Regions from separate parts of the Mus musculus genome. Here regions 1 and 3 are each linked to region 2. Evidence: chromatin contacts called from public Micro-C and promoter capture Hi-C data. All regions are on one chromosome and are shown on one strand. The core of a region is the stretch at or near the end of the contact, and the rest is flanking DNA. Distances in the headings are between cores, read along the strand shown.

The links. Promoter capture Hi-C pulls out the DNA fragments that hold promoters and counts their contacts. Hi-C and Micro-C count contacts between places; a contact is called where the count stands out from the background.
Region 1: a promoter capture Hi-C map of hippocampal neurons shows a contact between it and region 2, with 4 times the contacts expected there. The contact joins the promoter of Dusp11 here to the promoter of Egr4 in region 2. A contact is called at or near these places in 13 of 39 promoter capture datasets (the 3T3-L1 cell line, 3T3-L1-derived adipocytes, the HPC-7 cell line and 8 more), 1 of 484 Hi-C or Micro-C datasets (embryonic stem cells), 10 of 115 datasets of contacts at active chromatin or transcription factors (the NIH/3T3 cell line, embryonic forebrain, embryonic limb bud and 4 more) and 1 of 9 other capture datasets (pancreatic islet).
Region 3: a contact with region 2 is called in a Micro-C map of embryonic stem cells, with 3 times the contacts expected there. The contact joins the enhancer-like site here to the promoter of Egr4 in region 2. A contact is called at or near these places in 2 of 39 promoter capture datasets (frontonasal cranial neural crest and maxillary cranial neural crest), 1 of 484 Hi-C or Micro-C datasets (embryonic stem cells), 2 of 115 datasets of contacts at active chromatin or transcription factors (embryonic forebrain and forebrain) and 1 of 9 other capture datasets (adipose tissue).

Annotation. Positions count from the first base shown.
Region 1 is chr6:85,960,337-85,963,781 of GRCm38.p6, reverse strand. Dusp11 (dual specificity phosphatase 11 (RNA/RNP complex 1-interacting)) reads left to right here and starts at 2,115. Exons shown (of 9, transcript NM_028099.4): 1 at 2,115-2,344. The coding sequence starts at 2,247.
Region 2 is chr6:85,511,335-85,514,970 of GRCm38.p6, reverse strand. It overlaps Egr4 (early growth response 4), which reads left to right and starts at 1,382. Exons shown (of 2, transcript NM_020596.3): 1 at 1,382-1,706; 2 at 2,028-3,636. The coding sequence starts at 1,574. The coding sequence ends at 3,331.
Region 3 is chr6:85,935,507-85,938,922 of GRCm38.p6, reverse strand. It overlaps the pseudogene Gm7542. Among named protein-coding and RNA genes, the nearest start is that of Tprkb, 21 kb to the right of the region's middle. Within about 2 kb of position 1,707, at least 366 of the 459 cell types and tissues checked have an H3K27ac peak or open chromatin away from gene starts, as enhancers often do. A contact at or near this core is called in adipose tissue, embryonic stem cells and forebrain, where this site is marked.

The DNA.
Region 1 (3,445 bases), core at 866-3,365, 450 kb before region 2:
TTGCAATTACACTTTGACTTATCAAGCATTATTGTCAGAATACTCACCTTACAATTATTGTAAATATTATGAAAAATAAATATAAGCTACATTTAGAAATTTCAAACTAAAAGTTTAAGCTTATTTTAAAATTTGCTGTCATAAATTTCTATAATCTGGGACTTAGTCCACTTCTCTGCAGATGACCTCCCTGTACTTTGGTCTTCCACTTGTACGATTCAGATGTCCCCGGCAAGCACGGGTCCTGAGATTGTGTAGGAACTTCAGACTTGGGCTCCTCTTTTATTTCAGGGTTATTTTTGGTGCTTGCTAAAATATAAAGCCATGATGTCCACAGCTATTGTGACACCTGGCAAAGCGATATCAGTAAAACTGGCTGTGGATGGAAAGGTGAGCTGACAGCATTTTTGACAAATAGAATGAATTGCTTTTTTAAAAGTGTATTTCATCCCAGTAATTTCTTGTCTAGGTATTCAGATGCAGTATACACCTATAGGAATGTTCACACCACAGTGTTTTCTGTAATAGTAGATCAGAAACACAAACCAAACCAAACAAAAACTCCAATCAGGTTAAGGTGGCCCATACCCTTAATTCTAGAGCTGAAAAAGGAGCAGGCCGATCTCTGTGATTTCAAGGGTAGGTTACTCTACAAAGCAAGTTCCAGATCACAGAGCATTACATAATGAGAACTTACCTTAAAACAAAAAAACTCCAAACAGGTAGAGGAATTTCAATATTGGAATGGTTTAAAAAAAAAAAAAAAGTTGGGGGGGGGGTTGGAGAGAAGGCTCAGCAGTTAAGAGCATCGACTGCTCTTCTGAAGGTTGTGAGTTCAAATCCCAGCAATTTCATTTCTACATGGTGGCTCACAACCATCTGTAATAAGATCGGATACCCTCTTCTGGTGTGTCTGAAGACAGCTACAGTGTACTTACATATAATAAATAAATAAATCTTAAAAAAAAAAGTTGGACCGGGCCATGGTGGTGCATGCCTTTAATCCCAGCACTTGGGAGGCAGAGGCAGGCAGATTTCTGAGTCCGAGGCCAGCCTGGTCTACAGAGTGAGTTCCAGGACATTCAGGGCTACACGGAGAAACCCTGTCTCGAAAAAGAAAAAAAAAAGTTGGTATTTTTAATTATGTTGGTTATAATAAGTGTCCTGTGTCATTCAAAATTAGGAAGAATATGTATGTTTCCCTGCCTGTGACACTATACACACATATATGGATGGAGAAATATGTTAAATATATCAAATAAGGAGAAATATGTTGTATAAAACTTTTGATTTATTTCTTTTTGGCGGAAAAAAAAGATACACCCGTGTGAAAGCAAATATCATGTATATACAAAATGTAAACAATTGACAACGTTCACGAAGAATGCAGGGATCAGAGGGTTGGGGCTGGATTGTCTGTTCCTCATTTGGAGCAGTTCGGGTGGCGCTATGAGACCCCAACTTAGAGCGTTTCTCCCTGGAAGGTAAAGCCCCTGGATGTTCCCCAAGCTTGTTTTCCCTGATCTTTAAAAATACAGCTAGAAAGAAGCTCTTTGTTCTCTATAGCCAGCAAAAAGCCTTTTTGTTTCTATACTGTACAACCAGAGATGCCTGCCTTCCTGTGCCGAGGACACGGAGATAAAAATTCAGAAAGAACTCACTCCCCACTCCTGCCTTGTAAATTTCACCAAGGACGCCCAGAAGAGCTCTTCCCAACTCCTCCCACTTCTCCTCCCAACTCCTCCCAACTCTCCTCCCAACTCCTCCTACCTCCTCAGCTAGCTGTTAAAAGTCCCCTAATGTCACCGCTCGGGGTTGAACTCCTCTGCCCTGCACGACAGAGGGACTTCTCCTCAGCTAGCTGATAATAAAACCTCTTGCAGTTTGCATCAGGTGCATCTTTTCTCTCGAGATGTTGGGGTGTTGGCCAGTTCATCCCAGGACTTGAGCAGAGGCCCAGCATCGGGGGTCTTACAGCGCTAGCAATTATTCACATAGCTACAAAACCGGCCTCCAGCTAAGTGCAGCACAGTCGAAACCGAAGGCAGGCTGACAAACCCTACTTTCAGTGCGACGTGTGTCGTCAGCACGGCGGGGCAAGGCGCATGCGCCCTAGCGAGACGTCGACGCGTCGCGTTCCTTTGCGGGCGCCTCTGGATCCCGCGGCCTCTTCTGGCCTCCCTGAAGTCGCCACTTTGGCCGCTCTGGCACGCCTGGCGTTGGGTGGGCGGCATCTCTGCGCCCACATGAACCAGCATTATGGCCGACATGGTCGTGGACGGGGCCGGGACTTTGCTGCCTGTGCCCCACCCAAGAAGAAGGGCAGAAACCACATCCCCGAAAGGTAAGCGCTTTGGTTCCGGGCTTGGCGTTCCGGCTGCCTCGGTGGCCTCGAGTCTCCGAGTGTTCCCTGGCCTCGCGCCCCGCCGCCTCCCAGGGTCCTCCGCGCCGAACCCCACCACACCTCCCCACCCCGCATTCTGGGGTCTTGGGTCTGTCCCGACAGGACTCTGTGGAGCTCGGGCCTGGGCGGAAGTGCGCGGTGGGGCGCGGCTGCCTGTATTGAGGCGTCCCTTGATCTCCGAAGCCACAGGCTTCTGCTTGTGTAGGCGCTGTGCCAGGATCCGGCCCGAGCTGTCGACACCCTTCACTCGGTACCGGCTCGAGGGGTTCTCTTGCTTTCAGGATTCGGAAAGCGGAGGTGTCCTTTGAGGGAGTTAACCCTGCCTGGGCCAAGGGCTAGTTTTAGGATTTTGCTCACTGGTGCAATGAACCCTTTACTTGCGGCTGTTTGCTTCCCCTCTCCGATTTCATCTCCACAAAAAACGTGGCTAGACCGGCCTCTCCCCTTCCTAGAATTCATCAAATCCTTTTTTTTTTTTTTTAATCTCCACAAATAAACAATACCTAAAACTCAGGATCGACAGAATGCTCTGCCCCGACTTCCCGGACTTCAGTAAGCACTTCTTTTTTATGTCTACAAATGAGCACTATCTAAAATTCAGGATGGACGTGATGGCCTCTCTCCCTTCCCAGAGTGGATATCTTTAGATCCTGTCAGCTAACCTCCAACATCATCCCAGTGTAGAACTTGCCTGACAGCTTGCAGAAGACAGCTGTCTGTCCACTGGACAATCCATTTTTAACATACCTTCTATAGTTAACTATTTAACTATTAATTACTAAGTAAAGTATAAGTAAGTTATAAATAAATTGTTTATTGATATTTTAATGTAGCTTATTTCATTATTAAATTATCTATTGGATATAAAATTGTTAACTAAAAATTAAAAATAATTTTAGCTATTGCTTATTTGTGGAGATAAAGCAAGATAAATATCAAGTAGTAATTGTGAGACAGCTCATAGATGTAAGATAAAGCTTGACTTTAAGAATAAAAACCTTCGGGGCAGTTCCAGGACAGCCAGGGCTACACAGAGAAACC
Region 2 (3,636 bases), core at 133-2,632:
TAATCCCAGAAGCACCCGGTTCCCTGCAGGTAGCAGAAAAGGGACTGCCACAATTTGCCAGCTGTCTGTTAAAAACTGAATATCCTGTAGCTTAGACTTATACTCATTAAGAATTTATCCCATATATGTTCACATTTATACAGTTAAGGATAATGACATCAACATTTCAAAAAAAAAAAAAAGTTGGAAGTTACCTATGTGTCCGTGGATATGAACCAATCCAACGCTTATTCAGGGTCTCCCTGTGCCATGGAGAACCAGTCAGCCTTAGAAAATAGCCTAAGAAAATAGCCTTAGAAAATAGGTCTTTGTCTTCAGACATGATGCAATCTCTCAGCTAGTTTTAGTGAAAAAAAAAATATTTCTAGAACAGTTTGAATGTTTGTATAGACAAAAACATTTTCCCCAAAACTACTCAAGAAATGTCAACATGGCTACCTCAAGAAAAAAAAGTGAAGGCAAGAGAAACCTTTAATTTTCAGAATGTACTCTCAACTTGGCATGATGACATACCAAGGATATCATCTCTCAGGACTTAGGAGGCAGAGACAGAGGCTGATGGATCTCTCTAAGTACAGGGTCATCCTGGTCTACACAGTGAGTTCCAGGTCATCCAGAGCTGCATGTGAGGCCCTGTCTCAAAAAAGAAAGGAATATTCTTGTATACTAGTTGATCCCGCCCACCTCCATCATCAAATTTTTCATTATGACGATTTTTATATAATTTTTTCAAAGCACAGTAAAATGTTAAAACGGAAGCAAACACAAACACACCTAAATAAAGGCAATCTTTAAGGAACTGCTTATCTCAGACATCCCCACCCCCACACCCCCAGTGCTTTCACATCTGGCTTTTTCAGGACTCAGGTCCTCATGCAACTCAATCCTGCTTGTAACTTAAGTGCTGTTATCCATTTCAGGGCTACTAAGTGTTCCCGGGACTTCATGTTATTTTGTTATTTCTCTCCTTAGCAAGCTCACAGGTGAAAAAAAAAAACAAACTGGTATTAGGTGGGAACAAACGTTTTAAGTGGGAAACGGCAGGTTCGAACCAGTAATTCTACGGACTGGAGGGCAAAGCGCATCCCGGGTGCTCACACGGAGCTCAGCCCCTGCGGGGCGCACCCGTGGCCCAACGCACACGAGGCTCCACGCTCTGGGGACTCGCGCGCACGCAGCGGCGCGAGCCCGGCGGCGGCAGCAACGTCACAGGCCGAGCTTTCCTTTTCGGGAGTCCCCGGCATACATCCTGTGTCCATGTTTGGTCATTTACGTCACGGCGCCAGGGCCGGGGCCTCCCGAAATGGCAGTGGCCCGGGGAGTCGGAAGCCCGGAGCCAGCGCCGCCGCAGCTATATAAGTGGGGGGACTGTAGGTTGGGGGAGCCCTGTTGCACTTTGGAGAAGCCAGGAGCCGCCACCCGAGGCAGGTGCCGGTGAGCCAGGGCGCCGCGGCCCCCCAACCCTCGTGCCCCAGCCAAGCGCCCGGAGCCTGGAACTGGGGCGCCCGGATTCCCTGCCAGCCGCGCGCGCCCCAGTCCAGCGAGGCCCCGGGCGCCCCGCCGCCACCGCGCCATGCTCCACCTGAGCGACTTCTCCGGCTCCGACGCGCTTCTCTCCAAGCCCACCGAAGGCTGCGCCCACGCCAGCCCCGAGCTGCCCCGGCTGCCTGCTAGGGACGCTCCCTCGGCCGCCGCGTATCCTGGAGGTAAGGAGCGGGTCTGGGAGCTCGAAGACTCTGAACGCGATGAAGGGTGATAGGAGAGGCGCGCGGGGTGGGGGGTGGGGGTCCCCAAGCGCGCAGTACCATTCCCACCCCCACCAAGGCCACAGGCGCCTGTGCGGGAGCCTTGGGTGTGCGCGCCCTGGGGCGTCCGTGGGGGTCCCTCTGCTGCAGGATCGGAAGTGCACGAGGCGCTCTGCGGGTGCCTTGCGCCAGGAGGACTCGGGTGGAGGGGGTCGCAGCTGTAGGCTCCGAGGCACGCCCTTTGAGGTGTGCGGGGCTGATGCGTGGTCCCTCCTTTGGCAGGCGACTTCTTGAGCTGGGCTTTGAGCAGCTGCGGCGCCGGGGGGGACTTAACAGACTCCTGCTTCCTGGAGGGCCCTGCACCCACGCCCCCTTCGGGCCTCAGCTACAGCGGCAGCTTCTTCATCCAGGCGGTTCCCGAACACCCGCACGACCCGGAGGCCCTCTTCAACCTCATGTCTGGCATCTTGGGCCTGGCACCCTTCCCCGGTCCCGAGGCGGCAGCGTCTCGGTCCCCCCTGGATGTCCCTTTCCCCGCGGGCCCCGATGCCTTGCTGCCGGACCTCTACTCCCCAGATCTGAGTTCGGCCGCCTTTCCGGAGGCGTTTTGGGAGGCAGCGCCTTCGGCGGGCGCTCCCTCGCAGTGCCTGTTCGAGCCCCAGCTCTCCCCGCCCGACGTCAAGCCAGGGCTGCGGGCGCCTCCCGCTTCGCCAGCGCTGGACGCTGCTGCTTCAGCCTTCAAAGGGCCCTATGCCCCCTGGGAGCTGCTGTCGGCCGGGGTCCCGGGGAACTGTGGGTCGCAGGGGAGCTTCCAGACCACCCCGGAGGCCCGCTTCTCTGCAGTAGGGACCAAGGTCGAGGACCTGCTGTCCATCAGCTGCCCCGCCGAGCTGCCCGGCCCGGCCGCCAGACTCTACCAGGCAGGGGCCTACGACACCTTCTCGTTGGCCCCAGGTGACTTAGGGGAGGGGACCGAGGGCCTCCCGGCGCTGCTGACCCCTCCCGGCGGGGAGGGAGGGAGCGGCGGCGAAGGCGGAGAGTTCCTGGCCGCCCCTCCGGCGCAGCTGTCCCCTCTAGGCCTGCGCGGTGCCGCCACGGCGGACTTCTCCAAACCCCTGGTGGCCGATCTCCCGGGGGGCAGCGGCGTGGCCGCGCCCTCATCCCCCGCCGCATCCTTCCCCGCGGCCAAAGCCCGACGCAAGGGACGCCGGGGCGGCAAGTGCAGCGCGCGCTGCTTCTGCCCGCGGCCGCACGTCAAGGCCTTCGCCTGCCCGGTGGAGAGCTGCGTGCGGAGCTTCGCGCGCTCCGACGAGCTCAACCGCCACCTGCGCATCCACACGGGCCACAAGCCCTTCCAGTGCCGCATCTGCCTGCGCAACTTCAGCCGCAGCGACCACCTCACCACGCACGTGCGCACCCACACGGGCGAGAAGCCCTTCGCCTGCGACGTGTGTGGCCGCCGCTTCGCGCGCAGTGACGAGAAGAAACGGCACAGCAAGGTGCACCTAAAGCAGAAGGCGCGCGCGGAGGAGCGCCTCAAGGGCCTGGGCTTCTACTCGCTGGGCCTCTCCTTCGCCGCGCTGTAACCGGAGCTGGCCCCGTAGGTCGGGGGCGCCGGGTGCTCGGCGCACGCGGCACGGTCCGGCCGGTCCCTCGTTCCCCGCTGCCCTCCCTGCCTCTTCCACGCACGTCCGGGGCCACCCGCAGTCCAGCTCCAGTTTCCCCCGAAGCGCCCGCCGCTCACGCCCTTCAGCACGGGTTCCGCGGACAGCGCCCGCTGTTCGGGAGCCGCCTTCCTCCAGCCAGCCTCTCTGGGGACAGTCCTCTCGGTCCACCCACAGAACAGGCACTTCCTTGGGACTGAAGAAAGTGTTTTTGTAACTGGCGTACG
Region 3 (3,416 bases), core at 458-2,957, 420 kb before region 2:
CACGTCATCCAGGATGAGCCCAAATGTTGCTGCTTGCTCTGTGAGGTCATCGCTCACTTGCCTGGAGATAGCTCTCGCTGGGTAATCAATTCTCCAGCATCAAATCAAGCCACCACTGACATGAGGATCTCCGTGGTGATAAGACAGCAGCACCTGCTCATCATAGTCCTGGCTGATGTTGGTGTAGATACGAGGAAGCTGGCTGGCCACCGGAAGAGGATGAGCAGTGTGACGTTGACGTTGTGCAGATCTTTGCTACTAGTGATGGTACGTTCCGTGGTCGAGAGCAGCTGTCAAAGAAAATTGGCTTCTGTACCCAAGGGATGAGAAAGTGAGTCCCTTCCCCTACCACAATGTCCTGTACTCCATGAAATTGGTCAAAGATGACAGCTCTGTGTCCAGCATCCACATTCTATAAAGCAGAGTTCACGCCTCCTGTAACTGCTAGCACCAAGCTGACCTTTCCATGGACCGAAACACGAGCAGCTCCTTCTGTTGCTTCCACTCACACCTGGCTTTCACTCTGACCTCCACAGGAACCCTCACTTCAAAACTCTAAAGCAGTAAACTTTTGTGAAGTGCTTTTATCATTTTACACAGAGAACTTCAATATATGAAGCTGAGTCCTTTGACACTAGTTTTACATTTCTTCTGTTAAGATAAATCTATTTGTGTAGAATGTCTTTTCTTGAATTTTTACTTCATCCATGACTAAGGTTGAGTCTCTTTTCATATGACTTGTTTTTTTTTTCCTATGACATGTTTTATTTTGTTTTTTGTTAAGTGCTTATAATGCATTTTTAACTAGGTTTTCTTCATTACTTTTTCTGGATGTCAGTCCATATAGATGCATACTGTATAGATGTACAGATGGTTAGACTGTACCACCGTGCCAGGCTCATGTCATAATGAATGTAAAAATTAAAAGCAAAATGAGGTTGTAGTTCAGTGGTAGAGTGTTTACCTACTAGCATAAAATTCAGGGTTCCACTCACGGTTTGTAAGCCTGCAAGCCAGTTTTCTCAGAATTCTAAAACTGTTGCCCGAAGTGCTGCTCTCCCTTGCCGACCTCCTCCAGTCACTGATTCAGACAGCCCTTTCTGGTGTACTTTCTCCACTGTCCTAATTAGGAGAGCAACACTGGCAGCCTGGCGTTCCCACTTTTCCCGTTGTCTTTACTGCACGCATCACCAGACACCTTCCATGCCATGCAAACAAAATACTGATAAAAGACAAACGCCAGCCAAGGAAAATAGAAAACAAGTTATGGCACGTTTCGTCTGCCTGGGAGGCTCAAGGATCACACACGACCTTCCTAACCCACTCTAGATATAAAGATCAACTTTGTTAGGTAAGTCCCGGATGCAAGTCACTGAGGGAGGCTCTGGGTTCCAGGGGTGCTTCCAGTGACTGATGGGAGCAAAGTGAAAACTGATCGTGGGTTCTCCAGTAATGGAAAAAGTGTGCTCACTTTGCTTAGGTTAATACTCTTCTTATCACAGTAAGAAAGTGATTAACATCTACCATAAACCATCAGTAGACTTTACAACCTGACTTCAACTTCCAGTCTCCACCCAAGGATCCCTCCCGCAGGAAGGTTCTAACTAGACTTTGCTGGCACATTCTGCCCTCCCAGGGAGGAGTCAGCGGAAGGAAGCACTCTCCCGATGTTGACCTCCACTTGGGCAGAGACAGCGCTTCTGGACGTGGAGGGGTTTGCTTCCGGGGAACGATCATCTAAGCCGTGCGGCAAAATGAAAGTGGGTTCCGCCCAGCCGGAGCCCCACCTCTTTCCCTGCGGACAGTTTTGCGGGCGAAGTACGCGTGCCTTTGCCCGTGTTTGTCGCGAGCCCCGGTGGAGAGCGACATGGTCTCAGGAGCGCGGCTCCGGACGGAAGGCCGCTCGGCTGCGCGCGCCGGGGCGCCCCCTGCAGGCGATGCCCGAGGCTGAGGCTGGAGGAGCCGCGTGCGGACCGCACAGCCACAGCCAGGCCCAGCGCTGGGAGGGAGGCGTGGCGGAGAGCGGAGTCGCCTCCACCCCAGGCTTTACCGGGGCCAGCGAGCGGCCTTGGCAGGAGGGACCCAGGCAGGAAGCCCTGAGGGTAGTAGGGACGCCCTGTTGGAAAGCCTGACCAGCCTAAGCCGAGGGCAGGCCATGCCATCCGGGTTGGAGAGGAGTCAGGCAGGGTCCAGACTCTACATGCTGGTCCCAGTGACATAAAGTTAGTGCTTTAGCTTCAGCCTGACTTCCTCCTGAAGGACCCTGTGACCACTGCGATAGGCTAGAATTGTATATTGGTGGCCTGATATTGTGTATCAGGAAACTATTTACAAATAGACCCTGCCCCTTTTGTGTTAAAAAATCTTAGGCAATTCCAGCAAGTCAGAAATGAACATTTGACTTTGGTATTTGTTCTCTTCAATATTTTTTCTTTGTGTACAGGTTTTTAAAAATACTATAGTTGGGGCTGGAGAGATGGCTCAGCAGTTAAGAGCACTGGCTGCTCTTCCAGAGGCCCCAGGTTCAGTTCCCAGCACCCACACGGCAGCTCACAGCTGTCTCTAACTCCAGTTCCAGGGGATCTGGTTCTCTCCTACATGCAGGCTAAACTCCAATTCATATAAAAATAAATACATCTTTTTAAAAAAAATACTATAGTTAGTGCTCCATGGCTGTAGTCCCAAGTATTTAGGAGGGAGAAACAAGAGGTGTGTTGAGTTACAGGCCAGCCTGAGCTACGTGATAAAACCTTCACAAAATCCAAAGAATTACAACAATAAAATAGTCGACAATTTTGGATCACCTTTCAGTGACCAAAAGCTTTCTTTTTTGCTTAATAAGTTCTCTCTGTCTTGCTTAAATGAGAGAAAAATTCCACGGTTTTGCTGTGCTTTTGTGGTTCACACATTTTGCATTCATGTGATTTAATTTGAAGCCTTTGCAGTTTCCATTGCTATCAGCATTACAGGTCTGGTCTGGGGGGATAGGAAGGCAGTCTGGGGATTGAATCTGGGGCTTTGTGTAAGTACACATCTGCAGAGCCAACGTTGGGTGAGCCTACATCAGTGGCTCTCAACTTGTGGGCTGTGACCCCCTCTAGTGTTGAAAGATCCTTTCAGAGGGCCCACCTAAGACTATGAGAAAACACATATTTACATTTCAATTCATAACAATAGGAAAATTACAGTCATGGAGTGGTACTACCATAATTTTATGGTTGGGGGTCACCACAGCGTGAGGAACTGTATTAAAGGGTCACAGCATTAGGAAGGTTGAAAACCCGTGGATTAGATGCTGGGCTGCAGGCTGGTCCCTATCTATGAAGCTGTATCCCTAGCTGTATGGTGCTGACTCCTTGTCATTTCTGCCCTAAACGCACCTCAAGGTGATATAGATTTCACTATCTGGGCTGTGT